Regions from separate parts of the Sus scrofa genome. Here region 1 is linked to region 2. A link is a contact called in public Hi-C data. All regions are on one chromosome and are shown on one strand. The core of a region is the stretch at or near the end of the contact, and the rest is flanking DNA. Distances in the headings are between cores, read along the strand shown.

Region 1 (4,584 bases), core at 1,388-3,887, 210 kb after region 2:
ACCCACTCACTGCCCAGGGCCGGGGATTGAACCTGTGCCTCTGCAGCGACCCGAGCCGCTGTAGTTGGATTCTTAACCCACTGCATCACAGTGGGAACTCCTCAAATGCTCATTTTTAATTTATTAAATTTCCACATTAGGCTGTTATCACCCTTATCAATAATGTTTTCAACATTTGCTGATTTTATTCTTTTCCTACCCCAGATGATTTTGCTTTTCACTATGGCAGTTACTTATGTTTTATCCTACTTTGATGTGCTTTCTTGCTGTTGCTACATTCAGTGTCCAAATTATAATTTATATTTATAACTTCCTCTCATCTATTAGTCATCCATTATATTCTCTCCTGTTTTTAAAACACAGCAGAGCTGACTGACTCAAACTTTTCTAATTAACATCGGTTATCCACCTGTCATTCTCTATAACTGTCTTTAGCCAACTGGGAAATAATATATTTTCCTACATTTTTCAGAAATTTCTCTTTTGTTTGTTTCCTTTAGATGGTAAACTCTTTGAGGGCAGGGGTTATGTTGACCATTGATGTTTTTGCCAGGTTTCCAGTGCACAGTTGTACACACAGTGGACTCAATAAATACTCGCTGACTAGCTGTTGAAAAATTCAGTTCAGCCTCCCAAAGTGTTTGGCATACTCTGAGTAGTTCATGTATTAGTTAAATCTGACTCAGTAGTTGGCAGTCCTGGTGTTTCAAGTAGTGCTGCAATACCTGCTTGCTTCTAACATCAAGAAAGTACCTAATAGAAGAGTCTTATGTCACAGCCTAATGACAGAGATGGTATCTGGACTTTGTAGAACCTAGAAGTTGCAGTCTAGAAACGTCTTGAAAACAATTCTTTGAAATATTTCTGAAGGTCTTATACACTTCACTTTTGTGGCTATTACTTGGAATTAGTGGGTTGATCTCTGCAACTTCAATGATGATTATAGTAATTACTGTAAATAGCAAGTGTCTAATATGGACCAAACCCTTCAATATGTGCTTTACAGATCTTTTCTTATTTATACTCTTAAAAACTCAACATGGTATATATTATTCCCATTTTGCAGATGAAGGAACTATAGCAGGGAGAGATTAATTAACTTATTTGGGATCATACATATGGTAAATGGCAGAAGTCAGTATTTGAACTATGACCTGTTGGTTTCCAAAACTTTCATGAATTTTACTGTTTTAATACCTCTCAGGAATGAAGATACTAGAGGAAAACTAAATTTAAATATTGGGTCTAGCTATAAACATTTTGAATATGTCTTTTTTTTTTTTTTTTTTTTTTGGGTCCTTCTGGGGCCACACCTGTGGCATATGGAGGTTCCCAAGCTAGGGGTCTAATCGGAGCTGTAGCCACCGGCCTATGCCACAGCCACAGCAATGCCAGATCCGAGCTGCATCTACAGCTTACACCACAGCTTACAGCAACGCTGGATCCTTAACCCACTGAGTGAGTCCAGGGGTCGAATCCACAACCTCATGGTTCCTAGTCGGATTCATTAACCACTGTGCCACAATGGGAACTCCTTGAGTATGTCTTGTAAATGCTCATATTGCTCTTACAGTATTGCTTGTTACCATATAATAATTGATATCTTGCTTTTTGCAATCTACAGTTTTCTGTACTTGGAATGAACACTGCTTTCTAAGTGAAAAGAAAGCTTGTAACATTTATCAATGCCATTTGTGTTACAATGATTACTGTTTATCTTAAATTTCAGTAAATCTTTATAAGAGGAATCAACTCGTTAATAGTCTGGACTGAGACTTCGAGACATAATGGCTCTGTTGATAGAAGATTTCAGTGAGAACTCAACTGGTATCAGTCTATGTAGATTTAATGGAAAATGTGATCGTTTTCTTAGGATTATATTTAGGTAATGTGATGAATTAACTTACTGGCAGTTTGTGGATAGATTTATTCACTTGGTCATTTTCTTCTCTCCCCAAAGCTGTATTTTTTAACTTAGAGGAAAGCATTAACTAAGAATTGAATTTGTAAAATAGAATCTAGTATTAAAAAAACCCAAAAAACAAAAAAACATTCCTGATACAGCAATGTCAAGCCCCATAGGAAAGAATGCTGTTTTTACTTCCTGTTGGTAAAGAATGTCTAAGTGCAACTGCTTCCTCTGTGGGGAAGAAAATGAATGTAGCACAGCCGGCTAGCTCTTCACCTATCCCCTCAAATCTCTTTTGGATGAGTAATTTCTTGAATGTCCTGCAAACAAAACCAGAGTGCTGCTTTAGAGAGTTCCATGGCAGCAGAGATGAAGTGTTGGGGATTGTGCAGGAAAGGGTCTGGCTTCTTGGAGTCAGTCAAGGTGGTTTCCTAGGGGACACTCCCAGGGCTCAGTGACAACGTGGTCCCATTCATGTACAACTCTCATTATTAATAAACAGCCCTGGTGCCCTTAAAAAGCAGGTTCAGTCTACAAATCCAGTAAGTCTATCTTTCTCAACCCTGTGATGCTTTGACTTGGAAAGGAAACTGGACTCTTTAATATTCACACAACCATAGTTTACCAAGAGCAGGTTTTACTCTTGGCATACCTCTAGGCAGCTTGTGAGGCATTCTCTCTGTGCCTCACATGGATGACTCTCTAGAAAGCATTTTTCCGATACTTTGGACAGCTGATGATTAACTAGAGAGGCCCGCATTCAAAGCAGTGTTTCGTTAGGATTTTCCTGTGAGGGTTATCATCATCTATGGGGCTTGAGTTTCTGGATGCCGTCATGTTATACCCCAGCCGGGTGGTGTTTCATCAGAAACAGATGAGGGCTTGGTTTAGTCCTGAGACCTACTGCTTCTTCTTACTATCTTGGTTCCTATCTGGAAAGCTTTCAAGACTGCCAGCTGTGTGGCCTGTTTGAAAGCAGGAATGTGGGTTTACCCTGTTAGTGTTGCAAAATCACTTCTTGTGTAGAGAATCTTGTTTTTCTCCTGCCTTCTATAGTCTGGTTTTAGATTATTTTTCTTGTGGTTTGGGTTTGTAGTGTGAACTCATGGCTTTCATTTCCTTATTCCTTTCCCTTCCTTCACATAGACAATGAAGAAGGGACTAAATATATTTTTTGCATTTGTTTACATTGTCAAGCTGTATGGGCACTTCCCTTTTGTCTTATAGAAAATAAACTGAAGATGATTAAAATATTTGAAATCATTAGTTTTAACTTCCTCAGCAATTCTTGTCCTGTTTTAGTTTAAATATGGTCATAATTTAGAAGGTGTGGACATTAAAGAATTTACCCATAAAATGGCACCATCCTTACACAGCCACTTTTAGTATTGTAGTGTTTTCTTTTAGGGCTCTAAGAGGTTATTCTATTTGTTTTGTTTTTTAAGTGCTTTTACTTGGAGTGAAATTCGTAGATTGGAATTTTACCTCATTTTCTCAACTCTTTCTTTTCCTTAGAGGTGTTGAAATGCCCAACAAAATAGCTAAAACAGAAAGAAAAAACAATCCCAGATGAAAGGACTTTTGTATTATCAACAGGTTTAATGATCAGCCCTTTATGAATGATTTTAAATATCTTACTTGATTTCTAAAAGACACATAGGGGCCCATTGTGGCTCAGCGGTAATGAACCCAACGAGTACCCATGAGGATATCGGTTCAATCTCTGGCCTCGCTCAGTGGGTTAAGGATCCAGCATTGCTGTGAGCTGTGGTGTAAGTCACAGATACAGCTCAGATCTAGCATTGCTGTGGCTGTGGTGTCGGCCTGCAGCTTCAGTTGCAGCTCTGATTCGACCCCTAGCCTGGGAACCTCCATATGCTGCAAGTATGGCCCTAAAAATCATAAACAAACAAACAAATGAATAAATGATACATAATTAAGAAGTGATTAATGAGGCATAGTGTGTGTGTTGTCTTCATTAGCATGCCACAGTTTATTTTTTTTAGGACTGTACCTATGGCATATGGAGGTTCCCAGGCTAGGGGTTGAATCAGAGATGTAGCCGCCGGCCTACATCACAGCCACAGCAAGGCTAGATCTGAGCTGCATCTGGGACCTACACCACAGCTCACCACAATGCCTGATCCCTAACCCAATGAGCTAGGCCAGGGATCGAACCTGTGTCCTCGTGGATGCTAGTCAGGTTCATTTCTGCTGAGCCATGACGGGAACTCCAGACTTAATTTTTGTAAATTATATTTTGCATTTAGGAAATAAATGCTGCAAGTTTCTATATTTGACAAGTATTTCAAGACCCTCACTTCCCAGTGTTTTACTTGAGGTGAACTGAAGGTGAATAAATATCTCCAGGTTTGGGTTCCAGTTTAGAACCTGCAGAGTGCAGATTTCTTCAGTTATTTCTCTTATAGAGGCTTTTTATGCCATGGATTTTGAGTATTTCCATCTTTTTAATGTAACCTTCCCCAAAATGCCATTTGTTATTACTTCTTACATGGTTTCAGACACGTAATTAGTCCTTCACCTAGCACTTGAAGTCTGAACTCATTTGTACAGAGGTGGCTTTTGTTTACTCTACAGCCGAAAATAGGATAACTGTAGGTTGCTGAACATACTGTACTTTGATACCTTTCTGTGAGTCTTTTTGTGGTATTCTC
Region 2 (5,077 bases), core at 74-2,573:
TTTTAATTTTCCAGTGTGTGTGTGTCTGTGTGTATATCACAATTTCTTTATCCATTCCTCCACTGATGGACTCTTGGGTTTGTCAATATCTTGACTATTGTCAATAATGCTACAATGTACATAGGTGCAAGTGTCTTTTCAAATTACTGTTTTTGTTTCCTTACAAAATTAATTTTTGAATGGCCAAAATAGCCAACAGGGAAATCAATAAAAGATTTTGTACATCACAGAAAAAAATCCCAAATGTATATATTTAAATATAGAAAGCATCTAAAAACATCATTATGAAAGGCAAATTAAAGTTAATGATAAATACTATTTTCACTCATCTACTATCCCACAACGTAAATTATCAGCTTCTCCATCTTTTTGTGGTGTTGACGTATCACAAAAACGGATGGGTCAAAGAAAACCTTAACATATTTTTGATATGTTTAGTGTCCATATGTGTTTAAACATGCTATTCTTTCTGAATCGAACACTTTTTTTTTTTTTTTTTTTTTTTTGGTCTTTTTGCCATTTCTTGGGCCGCTCCCATGGCATATGGAGGTTCCCAGGCTAGGGGTCGAATCCGAGCTGTAGCCACCAGCCTATGCCACAGCCACAGCAACACGGGATCCGAGCCGCGTCTGCAACCTACACCACAGCTCACAGCAACACCGGATCCTTAACCCACTGAGCGAGGCCAGTGATTGAACCTCATGGTTCCTAGTCGGATTCGTTAACCACTGAGCCATGACGGGAATTTCCTAGAACATCTTAAATCATATAGATTTGGGAGTTCCAGGTGTGGCTCACCAGTAACAAACCTGACTAGTATCCATGAGAATGTGGATTCAATCCCTGGCCCTGCTTGGAGGGTTGTGGATCTGGTGTTGCCATGAGTTGTGTGTGCAGGTCACAGACATGGCTCGGATCTGGTATATTTATATATAAGTATATAAATATATATATTTAATGCCAACCCATCTTTTAAAACTTGGCTCATCTCACCCTCTCCAGAAAGCCTCCCTTGCTTATCACCACCACCCTAGTGTGATTAATCTCTCTCTCCTTCTGGGTTTCTGTGTCCTCTTTTTTTTTTTGTAATTTGATCATATTCTTGTCTCATTGATTTCAGTCCTTGATTTACTTGTTCCTTTTCTCAACTACTCTACGAATGCACCAAGTCTAATTTGATTTGGCCTTCCCAAGTCCTCACTCGTTGGAAGCACTCAAAGATTCTTTGTTGGGTGTATGAATGAGGAACTTGTTACTGTTGATTTAGTGATGTTAGGGTATGTATCACGCACACGCCACTGGGAGGCAGTGTTGTGCAGTGAAAAAGCTCTCAGCGCTGCCCGGCAAATGCCCAGGCTCCCACATCACCCCCATTACCTTCTACCTACCTGTTCCTGGGCCATGTAAAATCTTCCCAAGACACCGGCCAACAGGAAGAAGAAGAAGAATATTTTTCTTACAAGATCATCGTGAGGATTAAAGATACTTTAGGTAGATTTAGGTATACTGTAGGGGTATTTATTGTAATGTAGCTCTTGATTGCTTGCTTAGACAATAATGGGCCCAACTGCAAGTAAAGGTCTAGTTCAAAGAAGTGTTCTCTGCAATTATGCTGCAAATTATGGTCTCTCTAAAAGCTGTCAACCCACTTCTAACCTTGCTCAGAGGGCCCAGGGTTGCAAGCCCACGGTTCAGAGGTCCTGGGGCTTCTATGGGACTGGGAGTCCCACTGGGCCTTTGGCAAGTCAAAGGCTTGAAGGACCATCATTGCCAGGCTCGGGTTCAGCTGCATGTGCATTAAATAGATTTTCTATGCCCTGGCCTGGGAAACAAGCCACCATCTATAATTCTGTTTCTGTGGGGAAAGGCTTTCCGTGTTCCAAACAACCAACTTACTAATGCACTCCTGGAACACAACCTATTGGTCGATGGGGACCAGCTGACTGGGTTTACAGGGCTGAGACAGCAGCATAAGTGACTCTGCTATGTTGATCTAATTATCATGAATTCTCTCCGGTGACTAATCTAGCTGTGGTCTCCACAATGGAAGAGGAATTTTGAAAAATTGGAGAGGGCTCTACAAAGAACCACAAGGATGATTAAAGGGCTGTAGAAAAATCTAGTCTGGTCTCTATAGTCTTCAGAGGATTGTCAAAATGACCCATGTGGCATTCCCTCCCAAATGAAAAAAGTGTTTGATTCTGTACTATGTCAAGTGCCTTTATCATTTGCTCATGGATTATGAATTTGTAGAGAAGGGAAACAGTGTTTGTTGAGAACCCATATCAGAGGATCAGATAAATTTTTTACATACCATTTGTTTTCATTTATTTATGTGTTTATTTTATTGAAGTATGGTTGATTATAATGTTGTGTTGATTTCTGGTGTAAATATGCTTTTCCACTATGGTTTATCACAAAATATTAAATATCATTCCCTGTGCTATACAGTAGGATCTTGTTGTTTATCCATCCTATATATACTAGTTTGCATCTGTTAACCTCAAAATCCCACTCTATCCCTCCCCCACTTCCCTCCCCATTGGTAACCACAAGTCTCTATGTCATGAATCTGTTTCTGCTTTGTAGATAAGTTTATTTGTGTCATATTTTAAGTTCCACATATAAATGATATCATATGGTATTTGTCTTTCTCTTTCTTACTTCACTTAGTATGAGAATCTCTAGTTCATCCATGTTGCTGCAAATGGCATTATTCCTTTCTTTTTTATGGCTGAGTAGTATTCCCTTGTATGCATATGTACCACATCTTCATAATCCATTTATCTGTCAGTAGACATTTAGGTTGTTTCCATGTCTTGGCTATTGTGAATAATGCTGCTATGAACATACAAGTGCATGTATCTTTTTGACTTATGTTTTTTTTCCAGATATATGCCCAGGAGTGGGATTGTTGGATCATATGGTAGTTCTATCTCTAGTTTTTTGAAGAAATGCCATATTATTTTCCATAAGGGCTGCACCAACTTACTTTCCAAACAACAGTGTAGAAGCACTCCCTTTTCTCTGCACACCCTCCAGCATTTGTTATTTGTAGACTTTTTAATGATGGCCACTCTGACTGGTGTGAGGTGGTACCTCATTGTAGTTTTGATTTGCTTTTATCTAATAATTAGCGATGTTGAGCATCTTTTCATGTACCCATTGGCCATCTGTAAGATACACTATTTAAGTTTGTCCTCAGAGCCACCCTGCCAGATAGGATGTCTCTTTTACAGACGAGGAAACTGAGATTCAGAGATGAATTTGTTGAAAATCTTATGGCTAATAACATAGAACATTGATTCAAATCCAGGCCAGATTAATTTCAAAGCTTCTCTAATCAATTTTCTGCATGACAGCCAGAGTGATCTTTCTGAAATGGAATCTTAATCATATACTTCCTCTGCTCAACACAGTCCTCTGGCCCCACTGAGCTCCCAGGATAGAACTCAAGGTTCTCAACATGGCAGATGGGGAGTTCCCATTGTGGCTCAATGGTAAGGAACCTGACTAGAACCCATGAAGACACAGGCTTGATCCCTGGCCTTGCTCAGTGGGTTAAGGATCCAGTGTTGCCATGAGCTGTGGTGTAGGTCGAAGATGCAGCTTGGATTTGGCGTTGCTGTGACTGTGACTGTGGTATAAGCCAACAGCTGCAACTCAGATTTGACCCCTAGCCTGGGAACTTCTGTATGCCACAGGGGCAGCCCTGGGGGGGCGGGGGGAAGACAAAAAATAAAAAAACATGGCAAATGGGACCCCAGGTGTCCTGCCTCCTGCATACCAGCCTTGTCTCCTGTCATTACCCATTCCCATCAGCCCCAGTTCTCTATTCCTCCAGATGCTTCTAGCCTTCAAGCCTTCACATGCTCACAGCTCTCCTGCTTTCTCGCCTTTCCTTCTCTATTGACCGACTTTCTTCTACTCATCCTGTGGACCTCAGCATGTACCTGCCTTCCTTTGGAGGCCTTCCTGGGCCTCCAAGTCTGGGCTAATCAGCCCTTCCCCACAGTCTCACAGCAGGTCACATTTCCAACATAATAGCATGTATTGCACTGACGATAGTTGCATGATGATTAAGCCTTGGACATCCCCCGCCCAGTACACACAAGCATCTTTCTCAATAACCGTTTGTTAAATTAATGTTGAACAGTCATGTCACAAGTTATTTTTGCAGGCAAGAGTTCATTTTTTTTTTTTTTCTTTAAGGGCCATACCTGCAGCATATGGGAGTTCCCAGGCTAGGGGTCAAATCAGAGCTGCAGCTGCAGGCCTACACCACAGCCACAGCAACGTCGGATCTGAGCCGTGTCTGAGAACTACATCACAGCTCATGGCAAAGCTGGATCTTTAACCCACTGAGCAAGGCCAGGAATCAAACCTGCATCCTCATGGATACCAGTCAGGTTCTTAACCTGCTGAGCCACAGTGGGAACTCTCTGATATTCCTTGAGAGGAAGGAAAAGAATGCGGCTGTCAGGAGCATCCTGGGAGTTGTGCAAAACATCAGAATCCTCTGGAAACATGTCCCACGGTGGACGTCATCCATCAGCTGGGTCATGACAGAAAAGAGACTGAGAACCTTCTATCCCTTAGCTTTTCAAGAAGAGCCCAGTGAATCCATTCCATTCGAAAGAACACTGATCTTTGTAAAGTCCTCAGGAAAGAAATCTCCCATCCTATCGGGTGTCAAACAACCCTTGGGGTCAGGACCTTCTTCCTTTTGTTTAACTTTAATAAGCTCATTCTTTTTGTGTTCTTGGCAAAAGAGAAAAAAACAGCCAGCATCCCCCGTGCAGTGGCTCTTCTGATGCTTCTTAAGTGACCCTGAGGCCTCTTCTCTCCAGGCTAAGTAATCCCAGGTCTTCAGCCCTTCTTTGCTGGTCACTAAATGACTATCCACCTTTTGCTCTGAACTCTCCCCATTCTCTCAATCCTATTGAACGATGGAGACCAGAGCCGGCCCAGCTCCGTTCCAGTTCTGATCTGTGCAGAGCAGCGTAGCAATTACCTCATGATACAGACATGCTTTTCATTTGCCACAGTTCTCTGCTTGCATTTTTTTCAATCAACA

Evidence for each region. Hi-C and Micro-C count contacts between places; a contact is called where the count stands out from the background.
Region 1: a Hi-C map of embryonic fibroblasts shows a contact between it and region 2, with 1.9 times the contacts expected there. The contact joins two enhancer-like sites. A contact is called at or near these places in 4 of 47 Hi-C or Micro-C datasets (brain, embryonic fibroblasts, liver and 1 more).

Annotation. Positions count from the first base shown.
Region 1 is chr4:65,030,569-65,035,152 of Sscrofa11.1, forward strand. All of the region lies in intron 1 of NCOA2 (nuclear receptor coactivator 2), which reads left to right. Among named protein-coding and RNA genes, the nearest start is that of NCOA2, 79 kb to the left of the region's middle. Within about 2 kb of position 2,638, at least 25 of the 83 cell types and tissues checked have an H3K27ac peak or open chromatin away from gene starts, as enhancers often do. A contact at or near this core is called in embryonic fibroblasts, where this site is marked.
Region 2 is chr4:64,825,693-64,830,769 of Sscrofa11.1, forward strand. No RefSeq gene overlaps it. Among named protein-coding and RNA genes, the nearest start is that of TRAM1, 60 kb to the left of the region's middle. Within about 2 kb of position 1,324, at least 5 of the 83 cell types and tissues checked have an H3K27ac peak or open chromatin away from gene starts, as enhancers often do. A contact at or near this core is called in embryonic fibroblasts, where this site is marked.